Regions from separate parts of the Anser cygnoides genome. Here region 2 is linked to region 1. The links are chromatin contacts, called in public Hi-C maps. All regions are on one chromosome and are shown on one strand. Each heading gives the region's core, a stretch centred on a gene start, on an enhancer-like site or on the middle of the called end of the contact. The rest is flanking DNA. Distances are from core to core; before and after follow the strand shown. Region 1 overlaps RAD18 (RAD18 E3 ubiquitin protein ligase). Region 2 overlaps LMCD1 (LIM and cysteine rich domains 1).

What was found. Hi-C and Micro-C count contacts between places; a contact is called where the count stands out from the background.
Region 2: a contact with region 1 is called in a Hi-C map of liver, with 4 times the contacts expected there. The contact joins two enhancer-like sites. A contact is called at or near these places in 2 of 7 Hi-C or Micro-C datasets (both in liver).

What each region holds. Positions count from the first base shown.
Region 1 is chr10:2,955,283-2,962,424 of Taihu_goose_T2T_genome, forward strand. It overlaps RAD18 (RAD18 E3 ubiquitin protein ligase), which reads left to right. Exons shown (of 15, transcript XM_067003133.1): 2 at 2,698-2,827. The coding sequence starts at 2,706. Among named protein-coding and RNA genes, the nearest start is that of RAD18, 9.9 kb to the left of the region's middle. Within about 2 kb of position 4,024, at least 2 of the 3 cell types and tissues checked have open chromatin away from gene starts, as enhancers often do. A contact at or near this core is called in liver, where this site is marked.
Region 2 is chr10:3,123,768-3,130,909 of Taihu_goose_T2T_genome, forward strand. It overlaps LMCD1 (LIM and cysteine rich domains 1), which reads right to left. Exons shown (of 6, transcript XM_067002973.1): 2 at 1,585-1,673; 3 at 519-774. Among named protein-coding and RNA genes, the nearest start is that of LMCD1, 13 kb to the right of the region's middle. Within about 2 kb of position 4,469, at least 2 of the 3 cell types and tissues checked have open chromatin away from gene starts, as enhancers often do. A contact at or near this core is called in liver, where this site is marked.

The sequences.
Region 1 (7,142 bases), core at 2,774-5,273:
TTTCAGGGGGATTAGGAGATTGAAGATAATCGAGAAAATGTTTTCAAATTGCAACGTTCAGTCTCTGCACAAAGCACTATCAGATTTAGAGTCTGGTTCTTGGAGCTTTGATTACCTCAAATAGCATTTTTCTTCAGGAGAAAAAAAAAAAAAGGTTTCAGCGAGGCCTTTGCGGATGCCAGCGGGCGGATGGGACCGGCAGCAGGTGAGGGCGGCGGTTCTGGGCTGGGGCAGCAGCGAGGGCCCCTTTGTGGGAGCTGGAAATCCTCAGCTGACAATGGGTAGCGGAGTTCTCAGAGCCCTCCCGCATCAAGGATGGGCCGTGGGATGTAAGCTGTCGCCAGCAGAGATCTGCACGGTGGTAAACCCACCCTGTGAAACGACTCCGTCTTCTCCCATTTCCTCAATGTTAATGTAATCTAGTCTTTTCTTCATTTTCCTTTAGTGCTTACCACCTGTCATCCCTCTTCTTTTATCCCATTAGATGTTTGCCAGAGAACTGTGCTTTACTCAAAATAGTAGTAGAAAGACTAGAGTCACTCCCATTGCTTTTCTCTTTCAGCGCAGGACAGTAGGCAATGTTGTTTACTAGGCTCCAGTAGTTTGGCTTTTAGTCTATTTTGCAGTTATTCACCTGCATTTCTCAGTTTCTGACTGCTGTCAGCTGAGCCATGGAAAGAGCAGCTTCAGTGGTGAGGCTGATTAATGACGACAAATTATGCAATCTAGAAAATGTGTCAGCCACTGAGTGCAGGATGTCTGATGGGCGGAAAATCTCATTACTGATCCAAGGAGAATGGCCAGACACCATTTCATTCAAAATAAAAATGTGCAAATCAGCCACAGTGAAAGGCCGAGCTGTCTGAAACATGAGCTGTTTATATTTTATTACAAATATGAAAGCCGAACCCATTTGATTATAAATGATGTCACATCCTGGGGACTTGTCCTGGACGATGGTCTTACTTTTCCAATGGGAAATTCCTGCTTGTGGCTGTGAGAGTTGACAGTAGGGTGCATCAAGCTGAGCATTCTCCAGGTGCGAGCAGCCCTCCTCCGCCAGGCTGCCTCGGCTGGACCCGTGGGGGCTCCAGCAGCAGCACAAGGAGCTCTGCTGCAGAAAGTGATGCAGAAATTTTCCCGTTTGTTGGTCATAATTCTTCTCCTCCAAAGCTGGAGCTAATGGACTGGTTGAAGCCACCCATCTTGTCCTCGTTTCTGTGGACTCTGGCACTGGCAGTGACCCTGGTATAATTTAGAGCCAGCATTTAGGGTACTCACTGAAGAAGTATTTGAAAAAAAAAATACTTGTGGGTTTTCTGGGCTTGGTTCTTTTTAGCAACTAATACATTCACTCAGAAACAGCTTTTATTAGCCCCAAATTAGTTGTAAGTTCATTTCAATGACCCAGACAGCATTGGTTGGGGTTGGGGAAAAGAAAAAAAAAAAAAAAGAGGGGAAAAAAAAAAGGAAAAAGAAATGACCCGTGCAGGTGATGTCTGCTTGCACAGGGTTTGAGAGGCTTTGTGCAGGTGCTGGCAGCTGCGCTTGGCTCCCAGCCCTGCCGAGGGGTTTCTCTTCCTCCTCCTCCTCCTCCTCCTCCTGCATTCCCTGTGCCTGGGACACCTCTGCTCTTTGTGCCTGAACTCCTCCTAAAAATTCTCCAAATAGTAGATTTTTCTCCCCCCCATAATTTTACATTTAATTCCCATTGAATCGGCACCTGGAAGCAGTCCTGGACTCTTAGATCTGCCACGTGCAGGAAGTTTTCTGTGCAGGCTGAGTTACTGACATTTATTTATCGTCATCCCAAAAAGCAGCTCGCGTGTTCGCTGCAAGTACCACAAAGTGGCCTGAGCTGTTTTTTCTGCAGGTGCTCTGGTTATAAATGGCTCTTTTTCTCCGTGTTCAGTTTCACTGCTAATATATAAATCTGGGCAGAGAAAGGCTAAGTTGACTGGGAGCCAAAATTGCCTGCTCATAGTTCTTGTGTTCTAGCTATTTTACAACCCCTTTATTTGATGAGCAGCAGTTAACACAGTAAAATGAAGAGATAAATGCATTGTAGATGACATATACAGCTGCATTAGGAGCAGCGAGAGCCTTTGCTGAGGCACAGTAAGCAAAGCTGGGATTCAGGGAAATATATCTTCAGTAGCTGCTGGAGACTCATCAGCATCTTGGCGAGACGATGCTGGAAGCGCTGGGGACCGCTGCTGTTTACTAACTAGCGGGCTTGCCGGCGACAAATCACCGCTGGTGGTGACGTGGGCTGTCAGGAGGGGCACGAGGGATTCATGTCCTCGGGGAAATCCAGGCAGAAAGTCCATAATGAGCTGTGCTCTTCATGGGGAAAATTGTATTCCTAATTAAAGTCAGAGAGTGCTTCAGGGGGTAGGAGCCCAGTGAAAAGATAGTCACCGTCTTGCACTTCTTAGTAATCAATGGTGGGAAAATAATCAAACGTGTGATGGAGCAGCAGCAGGTTGGGGATTGATGACTTATCCACGCGGAAAGTGGCCTCACGGCCACCTCCTTCCTGCTGCTGCGGAGCAGGGGAGGGGAAAAGTGTCTGGGCCGCTTCTTCTGCAACAGCCCCCGCTTGCTGCTGTGTGTGGCTGCTGTTTCTTTATTGTTCTTTTAAACACTGAAATTGCTTTGAATGAATTTCCTGACTTCTGCTACATCTGTTTCCAGGTGTGTGAATGAAGTTGGAGAAAGTCCTTCAGTACGCAGAACCACTGCTCAGACACGATCAACACCCAACTGCAGAAGTTTTGAACCGTCCAAGAAGTGAAGATTTTGGAAGTGGAGGTCTCCCCTTCTGGTATGTTAATCCCACACAGCATTTGGGACATTTTCTTGTCTTCCTCTGGAACACTGCATTTAGGTTACTGTAAGACAGAGGTAGGTGAGCCGCTGCTCTGCTCTGCTACGAGATCTGCTGCGTTCGCAAGGCGGCGTGGGTGCTTGGTGGCTGCTCTAAGTAGGCAAAACGTAGCTGTGTGGTAGAGAGAGGTTTCCATGGATTTTACCCCAGGAATTTACATGAATTTCAGTAAACCTGACCCTTGGCACCACTCTCCTCTCCCAGTTGCTGCCTAATGCACCACTGAACGTTTTGTTTCCTTGGTCTGGTGCTGCTCTTGGTGCCAGAGCAGGGAGCTCTTGCCCATGGCCGGGTGGGTGTGCTCGCCCCCAGGCACTGGGGATGGACCAGGGAGAGCTGTGCTGCCCCAGCACTGCGAACGCTGAGAAGGGCTTAGTATTCAGGAACAGGAAGGTGTTGATGCAGTAAGAAAGACAGCAGCAGAATGAACAAAGCATAGTCTTCAGCAAAAGGAGAAAGTCCCAGTGATGAGCATTTCAGTGGCTTATCAACAGATGCATGAGACCAGAGGCAAGGAATAATTTGTATCCAAACTGTGCTCGTGCCAAGTCCTTCAGCTGAAAAAGGCTAAATCTATGCAGGAAAGCTGAAATGTCAACTGAGAAACACTTCAATTAACATATAGATGTTTTTATCTTCGTATTTTATTTATTTATTTTGCCCATTTTTCCTCTGCATGAGCGTGCAAAATGTTTTTTCCTGTTTGATAGCTACTGTCTGTTACCTTAATTGCAGCTCTTGCTGGGGTTGAATACAGAGCACTGAGCGTTATGCGCACACAGGGACATGTAACAGTTCCTAGGAAATCACTGAAAGAAATTTAGTACTGGAAAGTTAAGTAAGCTCATGCTGAGAAACAAAGGGTCTTAGCTCTGCCTTTCCTGGTGTTTGGATGCTAATTGTAAGGTCTTTCTGCTAGTACTATTTCTCAAAAGCATGCAGCAATCCTTGCTTTTCTATAAGTAGCTAAATTATTTTTGTTCAGCTCTTTTTTTTGGGGGGGGGGAGAGGAAGGACTTGCACCTAGGCTGGGAACTAAGCAGCCAAAATTATGCTCTCAAAAAGCTGGTAAAGCAATGAGCTGCTGGAGATGATCAACTGAGAACGAAAAAAGGACCTACCATCGGGTCTAGCTCTGTACGCAGCTTATCAGTTCTACAGTTGTTGTACTGCAGTAACTTGGAGCTAGTGAGATTACTTGTGATTTTCATAACAATTATTGGATCAGAATCAGTGTCTAAGGGGAGGTGACTGTGTGTGCTCAGACAACGGCTCGCTAACGTCAACGGGCATCTGCTGCGGCAGAAGACCAAAGTCAGCAAGGGCTCGTTCCTAGCTCGTCTGTTATTTGAATTCACACCAGTCTCTGCGGTCAGAGCTGCGACGGGTTAATGTGCTGCCAGCTCTCTCCCCGAGCTGTCTGTTCCACAGCCACTGGCATTTCACGCTGCCCTTTGGCCCGATCCAGTTAGATCAGCATTGGTTTATTACGAAATGCCTGGAGTGATTTTACTCACTGTGTCTATCTCCTAACAGTTCAAGAGAAAGTTTAAATATTATTTCTGGCTGCTCCAGATGCTAACTCTAGCGGCTTTGCAATGGAAGTTTCCACGCAGCTCTTTAGAGCTGTAACATTTTTTCCACTGATTTACACTGGCCCAATCCCACTGAAGGAGACGAACAGTTACATAAAAGAAAGGATTTCGTTTATGCTTTCGAGGCATTTCTGTGTGAAATGACCAGATATTCTTGGACCTGTGGCGTGGATAAACAGCAGTGAAATGGAGCTGAATGCAGCTCAGCGTGGTGCTACCTGCCAGTATAACCTCTGTCCAGGGGGATAAGGTATCTTTTGACACATGGGCAGTGAACACTGCGACTAATGAAAGGCGCTCCCCTGATGTCTTTGGGCTTGAAATGCACTGACCAAAACTCTCTGCAGTGCTCCACCCGAGCTGGTGCAATTTGCTTGCCAGGGAAATGGTGGTGGGAATTGTCATTAAACTGGAGGCTGTTAGTCAACGGCAGGAAGAAAAAAATAGCACCTCTGAATCAGACTCGACTGCCAAGTGCTTTATAAGTGCTCATAAAAAATAGCAAACAAACATTTCAAGGCTGACTAAGCATCCCCTGCTCAACGACAATTTGATACTCTACCCACTGTGAAATCAAGATCAAGCCTGGCCGAGGTGGAGCTGTGCCGGATCTCTCCCTCGGGGAGCAGCAAAGGCACCCGAGCGGGGAGCACAGCCCTGCCTCCAGCCCCGTCTGCGTCCCCCGCAGTGTGTCCGTGCTGCCAGCCACGCGGCTTTCACCCCTTCATCGTGTGCTGCTGCCCACAGGTCTACTGTAATGCTCGCTTCCACACGTGAGAAGGATGTCCCCGCATAGTTGCTCGGGAAGGAAGGGCGCTGTGTGTCCCCGCAGCAGCCGAGCAAGCTGCCCGAGCTCTCTCGCAGCAGCCCGTGGACAGCCTGCGGTGGGCGCAGGAGCGAGCCCCGCGAGAGGCGCATCGATCGCTGCAGCTCCTGACCTTTCCCGAGCCCTGCCCGGGTGTCTGCTCCCCCACCTCCCTGGTAACCCGGTTAGCTCGGTCTGGGCATGGACACACTGCTGTTCCTGCTCAACAAGGGCTGAGAAAGGGGGAATTCATCGCTGCATATGGTTTAATTTTTTTGTTCCTCTTGCGAGGAAGAGGCAAGGTATGATTAAAAGGAGCTTCCCCAGAGTTTAGGCCTTTGTGTCCCGTGCAGAGAAGGGATTCACTTGTTCGTGGTTGATGTGAACGGCCTGCGGTATGGATCGTAATCCAAAGGTGTAACTTGCCCGTTGCTCTCCAAGCAATGATCCGGCATTACAGCAGGTCGGGGGCAGCGCGCTGAGGCTGGCTGGGGGCAGGAGGTGCTGGGGCTGGCAGGGATGCCCGAGGTGCCCGCACCGCCTGCAGCTCCGGCTCCTGGCTGGCAAGGGCCGCACGGAAACGCAGAGGAGAGGAAAGGGGCTGGAGTGCACAAGTGTCGTGCAGTGTCGGTTCGAAATGTCACCCATCGATTTGTAAACTGCCACGAAAGATGAATTGCAGTTTAAATTGGATTTTGTAAAAGCAGCCATAAAACATCTTGCTTTGCAATGCCATCTCCTTTATAAAGTGCCTCATTGTGCAAAACGGCCCCAATGCTGCGTGCTTCAGACCAGGCTGTGTATGGCTGCTCTCCGGGGATTCTTCAGTTTGCTCACAGTACTCTAACCTGCCCAGGTCACAGTGCTCCATGGAAATGATGGGGAGGCAGAACACCCCATGTCAGCATCACGCCTCTAACCTCCGGCGGTCCTACTCGCTTCCTGGTGCAAGGCAAAGGTTGCTGCAGCCCAAGCCAGCACCCTTCTTCTGCTGCCCTGCCTGGCTCGGGATGCAGCGCGGCACTGCTGTGAGTGCCAAAAGATGCCGGGCTGCCCGGCGTCACTGTGCAGATCGCTGGGGTGCAGCCTGCAGAACGGAGGGACTTTTGGTCAGGCTGCCATACCCAACCCAACCGCGCTAAACATGTAGGACAGCACTGTTCCCTGACAGGCATTGCAAGGAAGCAAATAATTAGCATTCACAAAGTCTAACTTTCCATTCTGCCCCATTAATTGAAAGCTTAATTACACCATTTAGACAACATCGGATCAATCACAAGAATGGGCCGCAGCATTAGCTTAGCCAGCAGAACAGCCCCTTCTCTGTCTCTGCCACGCCAGGAAGCTTGTTTGGTCAATATTCCCTTCGCCAAGCTTGCAATATGGGAACAATCAAGCTATTTAATCAGTGGTTAAAGGCTGTAAACATTTCATGAAAAGGCTTGTAATTTTTGGTCTAATATATTATCTCATTACAAGCCTTCTATTCATTTCAGAAGGAATTTAATATAGCGCTTGCTTAAATGAAGGAGGTCCACATTTGAGAAATGACCGTGTTAAAAGAAAAAAAGGAGTGCCAGCAGTGAATGAAATCATTGGCAAATCGGAAGCCCTGCGGTGTCCTGCCAGGGCACATCCCTGCCTCCCATGGGCGTGTGGCCAGGGCAGGTCCACGTGGAGGTGCCTGCGCTTCATCTGCGGGTGTGCGCCCGGGAGCAGCTTTTTGGACAGTCGCCTCTCCCCGGCTGCACCCCCAGCGGTCAGCTGTAGCTGAAGGCTTTGTTCTCCAGGCAGGAGATGCCTTTCCAGGACGTCTGGCAGCCGGTATCGCTGCTGGGAAGGTCGTCCCTGG
Region 2 (7,142 bases), core at 3,219-5,718, 170 kb after region 1:
GGTCTCTAGGCTCAACGTGTGGCCAGCGCAGCTCCACCATCCTCGTGCGTGTCCCACAGCTTTCACAGCCGTCTCCCTCTTTGGCAGCCTCCTTGGGGCATGTTTAGGGACGATCAAACCCCAGCCCAGACTTGGCTGTGCAGGGCTCACAACACCCCAAAAGGGCCTGCAGGACTTGCTTCCACACCCCTCTGGGCTCTCTGAGCCTGGCAATGCCTCTGTGGGCTGCATGCAGGATGGCCCAGATGGGATCTCTCCTCAGCAGTGTTTCGTTGGACGTGAATGTTACCAAAGGAGCGAGCCTTCCTGTTGTAAAACATGCACCGACTTCTATTAGAAATGTAAGCAAGCCTACACAAACCCAAAGTCAACCCATTCCTCTCTTCTACCTGCTTTGGATATTTATGTGGCTTTCCAAAATACTAAATATTACGTTCAGTTTTGCTCTGTGAGGCAAACCACCTGCTTTGCTATTTTTCATGGTACCTTTATTCCAAAGCTGAGCTGTATTCCCTTACCAGCTTCTGGGTGAGCCCCGGCGGAGCCCACTCATACGTGATGGTGTCAAAGGTGGGGTCTTTCCGCGACACGATGGGGTTGGTGATGATCATGCGGTTCCTTTTGTAAATGCGAACGCCGTCCCCTCCTTTCACCCGGGCAGTGAGCGTGGCGTACTTTGAATCCGTCAGCAGGCGGCCAATTTTCCGGTCATCCTCCAAGTCGGAGCTCAGGCTGTGATCCTCCTGGCTGCATTTGCATGACTTGCATATTTTCCTGCGAGCGACAAGCGAGATCGTCCTTTTGATACACTGTGGTGGCAGGAGGCACGCGCTTTTTCAAAGGCTCTGCCACCGAGATCCAGCCACGCTAAAAGGGTAAATGCAAACTGGGCTGGTGACATAGGCCGAAAGGCTTCCCTGGCGCGAGCCGCGGGGCTGGAGCAGAGCGCTGCCAGCCTTGGCGCTGTCCCGCGAAGGCACCACCAGAGCTCCCAGCCTCCCACTGCAGAGCACAAACCTCGCCTGCTACGAGGCTTTACACGCCTTTATAAAGGTGACCACTGGAAGGGGAACTGATAGCCACGCGTCCACCATTTTAAGGAGATGGACTTGATGACCTTTGGGGATCTCCCTCCCAGCTCAGGGTATTCTACAGTCTTAATTACAATGGCTATAGAACAGAGATGGGTCTGTATGGGTCTGTAAGACCATTCTCTGCTGGACAACTTTCCCATCAAGCTTTAAAAGGACAGACCAACTCTGATGCAACCTGAAGTATTTCAGCAGGGTCTTGCAACAAGTATGATTCAAACCATCCTCTAATTGCATCAATTAAAGAAGTAGTCACGAACCAAATCAAAATAAAACAGCAGTTTCAGTGAAGGAAGGGGGACAGAGAGCAGGGAGCACAAGCGTGGTTTCCACCCAGCGCTTGTCCAAGCAAGACAGTGTGTCCTCCCTGCACCATCCCAGCACTGCCCAAGGACTTTGCAGCTTTTCTTTGCCCTCAAAGCCACCGATACAACATCAACAGGACCCAAAAGGACAGCCTCAGAGGTAGGGCCCATCCCAGCAGAGACATTACCTCCAAGAATGTGGCTCGAAGCCTGTGCACGTCCCTCTGCAGCGTAAGCATGGCACACCTCTTCCCGACTGCTGCTGGCTCACGGACATCTGGAAAAGAGCAGAACACCAGTTGGAAAGGTTTGCTTCTCAAAGAGCATCCAGGGCTTGAGCGCTAGCCCTGCACTCGGTCCTTCAGATGCTGAATTCTTTGGCCACGCCTTACACGCCGTGATGCCCCAAATCTCCCAGATGCTGTCTGATCCCTGTCCATGCAGGCTGGCTATGGGATTCCACAGGGATGGTCGGGTTGAAGTTTTTTACCTCAAATCGAGAGAAGGCCACATGCCAGAGCCATAACTGGCCTGGAACACTGTGAGGAAGGTGGGTTTGAGCTGGCACATCTAGCATGCACACGGTGCTGGGCAGCCACCCTTGTGGTCTTACTAAAATATTATTTGCAGTCAACTCATATACAGCACATATGCATCTGTGCAAGCCAGAGAGATTTCATGGCACGCCACTAAAGCCAGAAGCAGATAGCCTGGTGCAAGCTACCAGAGGACCTGACGGCCCAGAACGCCCACCCCGGCGCCACAGCAGCAGAGCCCCGGCCGAGGAGCGCCGCGGTGCAGCGAGGTTGCGGCGAGGCGCGGAGGCACGCTGCCGTGACCTGAGGCTGCCAGCTGCAGCGCAGCCTGCACCTCCTCTGTCTGTCCCACAGGCACTCAGATATATCTGGGGAGTGACACATTCCCTCATCTCGGGTGCTGGGCTTTATGGGTGCTTTCCATGGTGAAGAGGAAATGCAGCAGGGAAGGGCTGCGGGAGGAAAGGCAGCGGGAGGGGAAGACGCGCCGCGGTTGTGCTGCGCTCGCAGCAGCTACGTACGTGGGTGCTCACTGCCGCACAGACAGCCCTGACAGCCTCCCAGCAGCAGGCAGGCAAGTGCAAGGAGTCACAGCAGGAGCCAATAACGCTGAGAATAAACTTGTTTGAGTGTCTGTGCCGCAGACTTATTGAACATGGCTTTGTGAATGTGAGGAATGCAGGAGGGTACGGCGGGAGCCAAGAAGCGAGGGCTGCAGGAAGCATCGGGGAGGAGGGCCACGGCGGGCGCTGGGCTTGTCAGCCTGGCTGTTTTTACAGGAACTCGTAGACTCCTGTCTGAAAGACACCTTTGTTCCCTGTAAAAATGGGCTTAAGGAAAACAACTCCACTAGTGGTGGCAGCTCCACAGGGTTACTGTCTGCAAGCAAAGCTGCAGCCAGCTCTCTGCTCTGCCACCCACGCCAGCACACCCAGTACTCCCAGTCCTTGGGAGGCATTGTAAAATGCCAGCCTCCTGCAATTTTCTGACCACTTTGAAGCTCGTTTTTCTTTAAGGCTTAATGCATACAAATCTTGCACTACCATGTCCTTTTTGTTTGCTCCCATGCACTACCATGTCCTTTTTGTTTGCTCCCATGCATGCAGTCTGTGTACACTTATTCTTCTAGAAGTAGCAGCTTGTTCCAGGCATCGACCAGGCATCGGTGTGCGCCCAGGCGGAGTCCTTCCCAACACAGCTAGGGCTGCAGAGGCTCCCAGTGCTCGAGCAGGGTGGTGCTGCCTGCGCAATCTTAATTCACCCACGTGTGTTTCCGAGCTGCGCTCGTCCTGCCACACGACCATGCGCTACTTCAAGCAGTGCTTGCTTTGCTCCTCCTGCCCCAGCTCCCATTTTTTTCATCTTCCCACTAGACTGCTCATCCTTGAGAAACCCATCCCCATCGGTACAAAATGGTCCGTTCCTGCTCCCTTTGTCCAAGGGCCTGCTATTTCAGTTGTGCCTCTGACTTCACCTTTAGTTTTCACTTCAGATTTCACCTTTAGTCTTTCCAGACATTCGGAAGACCATTGAAAGGACAGACCTCTCATCCTGGGAATTCATAAAAATACATTTCTAAATGGTCTTAACATGCACTTGAGTGCATGCACACACATTCCCCCTGCCTCTAGCATGCAGAAAATAGGATGCTTTTGATTCTTCAGCTCTGACCCAGCTCTCCAGAACAGACACACATTTACATTTCTGACACACAGACCGCTTTAAATCTTGTCAGTTCTGGAACTGTGTGCTACATATCTACCTTTTTTTTTTTTTTAAACCGACTCTAATCTTAATGAACCAGACAGAAGCTGAGTACAGACAAGGGACTATGATACAGACATGGGACTATGAATGTTTGTTTATTCAAAAAGCAAACATCTGGATTAAATAAACTGATTTGGAAAAGCGTCATTACATAGCCCATGCAGAGGGGAAGCAAAGCGAAAAGCACCGTCAGCAGCAAGAGCACATGGAGCCACCCAACAAGACAACCCGAAGCCTTGGAGTCCCCAGGTATCAGGGTGGGAGCTCAGCCATCCAGGGGGTGGCCACCTGCCTGCAGCCTTCATGCCGGGATGTAAACCCGGTATTTCTTTACTGCCTGAGGGTTCATGGACCCCTGTCCTGGTAATTTATTCTACTTGTCCAGATGAGACCTCTGCTTCACGTGCCAGCTCCACATGTAGCTGGGGCTAACTAAGTGCCCCACGCAGTCCCTGGGGAAGCTGAGACCTGCGCCCCAGCCCTGCTGCCCAGCTTGTGGATGGCCTCTGCAGCAGGCTGCTGGGTTTCGTGTTCGGACACCTGCCCCTGCTGCAAAAGCTTCCAGCTCCAAACGCTGCCCGTGCATCCTGAAGGCTTGTGGACAGTCCAGCCAGGAAGCAAGGTGCCCCACGCCGCTGTGTATGGACCGCCTCCAGCTTGGCCATGGAAGGACAAGTCTGGAGGACCTCACACAAAAAGGGTTAAAAACTTCTGTTCAGCTAACGGCTTCTTCTGCCGACATGAACGCCCGTGAGGCCCTTTGGGCACACGGCGGTGCGGGTGTGCAAACACGGCCAGCAGCCCGGTGATGCTGGGCAGCAGCAGGCAGGCGGTGTCGCAGCAGCCAGCACCACCCCACGCCATCCGGCCAGCAGTCCTGGGGCTCTTCCCACTGGGAGCCTGTGATTTTCTGAGTTTTCACATCAGAACACTTCTGATGCGGCCCTGTAGCAGACGCTGCCTTGGTGAAGCTTATCAGACGGGCTGAAATGCAGGTTTCACCTCCCCACCTGCCACCTTGGCACAGTTCCTCTGCAAACACCACCCTGGGGAAGCGCTTTTGAACTTTCACTACGGTCTCACCAGTTACACATTTACTCAGCTGAAATGCATACAGCAAAGTGGATCAGATTTGATACACTGAAATCTCAGCTCTCATCTGAAACTGCCACTGTTTCACCTGCAGAACAAACCTGGGGCATTAATGGGCAATCCCCACCTCTGAGCTACGTACTGAAGGCTGGGGATCTGTTTCCTTAAGATGGAGCTGAAGTCCCAGCCCTTATTTTCCACCACATACAAATTCAGACCTGCAGAGAAGACCCAGCCACCATCCCTCCCATTTGTGCAATTGCTCTTGCCAAGCCCCGATGCCTTCACCATCAGGAGCTCCAGATCTCTTTGGAAACTTCTGTTTGCAGGTGTCCATAGCACGACTCACTGCTCCTCACCGCGCATGGCAGCCGCAAGTCTAGAGCTATAGGAAATGGATGAAGAAAATATGAAAATCCAGAAGCTTTACAAGGCAACGTGCAGCTCCTGGGGTGGCTCGGGTTCCTCTGCCCTTGGAGGTGCAGGTCTGCAGCAGTAGGGGAAGGGGCTGGGACAGCAGCTCATCCCCACCACTGCCTGCAGGGCAGCGTGGGTGGCCCTGTGAATTCGGGGGACATCCCCATGGCAGGGACAGACCCTGCCAAATGTACCTGAGCCCCCTCCACACGGGTCGGGGCACTCAGCCACCACCTCTCGCATTTCCTCCTGCGAGCTCTGACCCCTCCAGGCAGCATCTGCCCTCGCGAGGACGTGGAGCACGGCAATGCCACTGTACTTGGCTTGGGGGACAGCACGCTTCTCTCCCCCCAGGCAGCGCAGGGAGCTCTGAGCTCCTTATTCCCATCGCAGTGCAGGGGCCAACCACAACAGGAGCCGTGCCGGCTGCCCGGGCTGCCTGGTCAGCAGGGCTCCCTGCCCAGATATGGAGCTTCTCCTCGCAGCTCAGCTCTAGCTCCTCAAATACGCATAAAAGGAGATTTCTTGTTTAAAAAGAAGGAAAAAAGAGACATATAACATGGCAAAGCCCACCAAACCCAGTAAGAATGTGAAACAGACTGTCCTGGACTCCGCCTATGCCCAAGCCCATCTGGATACAGCAATGTGAAAAGAGATGCGAGAGTGTAAGACGTGAGGAGTGAAGACATTTGTAACGCCTTTAAAAAAAATGTCTGTGTCAACAAACTGCTTGGAAGAAAAGCAAATTCTGCTCACCATGACTAGATATACAACGCACTTTAAGATTTCTATTTTGGCTTTTAGTCTGATAGCATTCTTGCTACTAAGAGAGAGAAAGCAAGTCAGGGCAGAGGAAATTCTTAGGCAGTGAAATGATAGGAAACTGAGGCCATTCTACCCACAAAAACATCTCTGAACAATCTCAGGAATATGCCAGCTTCTTGGTCAGTGTAATGCTGTGCTTCACTACACTGGCCAAAGGCAGGGCCATCCTAGACACTGGTAAGTTTGCTCAATTTTTGGAAAAGAGAGAACCTATAATGCCAAGTGCCATGGGAAAAACAAAACAAAACAAAACGTCATTCCTGCTTGGTTTAGACTTGAGGACAAAGGAGCACTGAGCTTCCAGGGCAGGCCCACCTGGCAGGACGGACCCCTGGTTAGAAGTTACGAGCCGGTCAAGGTCCAGCCCCCCCAGCTTGCTCTGCTCACAGCTCAGCTGCGATTCCAAAAGTTTTGGGTGTATCATCGCCCTCTGATCGGTCCAGCACACCTTGGCCATCGGCCCTTTGGTCTGCTGAAGTTGGCTAGACAACTGAGCTTGTTGCAAGGGGACCACCCTCAATGACACGTGGAGAAAACACTGTTTTCACATCCCCTTGGCTATAAAACCCCTTTAAATAAGCTTCTTTCCACTCTCCTCACAACAGTGGCTTTAAGTGCCACAGATTTAGTACGGCCAAGAAGAGGAGACTTCAGACTAAGCTCGGCTAAGTGTTTTCCAGCGAATGGTCCTTGAGTAAAAACCCTGCCATGCCCGGGCTATCGCCACAGGGAAGCCGGCCAAGCTTCGAGACCACAAAGGGGCCGGGCTCGGACCGCCGGTGCCGAGCGGACACAGCAGCTACGGCGAGCACGGGCCCTCAGAAATGAGCCCTCCCTGCTACAGCTGCATCTCCGGGAACACGAGTACCTTCCACCCTTATGTGTAATTGGCTCAATACAGACACAAAGCCCCGTGAGCTGTCTTGGTTTTGTGGTCTGCACACGTCCAGTCTGACGCTGTAGCGATAAACAGCTCAGCACCAAAAACATCAGCAGTCGGGGTGGCTGCCGAGGTCCTCCTGCAGACAGTGATGAACAGGCTGATACAATCTGCAGGGCGGAAAAAATGCCTGGGGATGTACTTAACACCTCCGCTTTGTTTAGCCTCA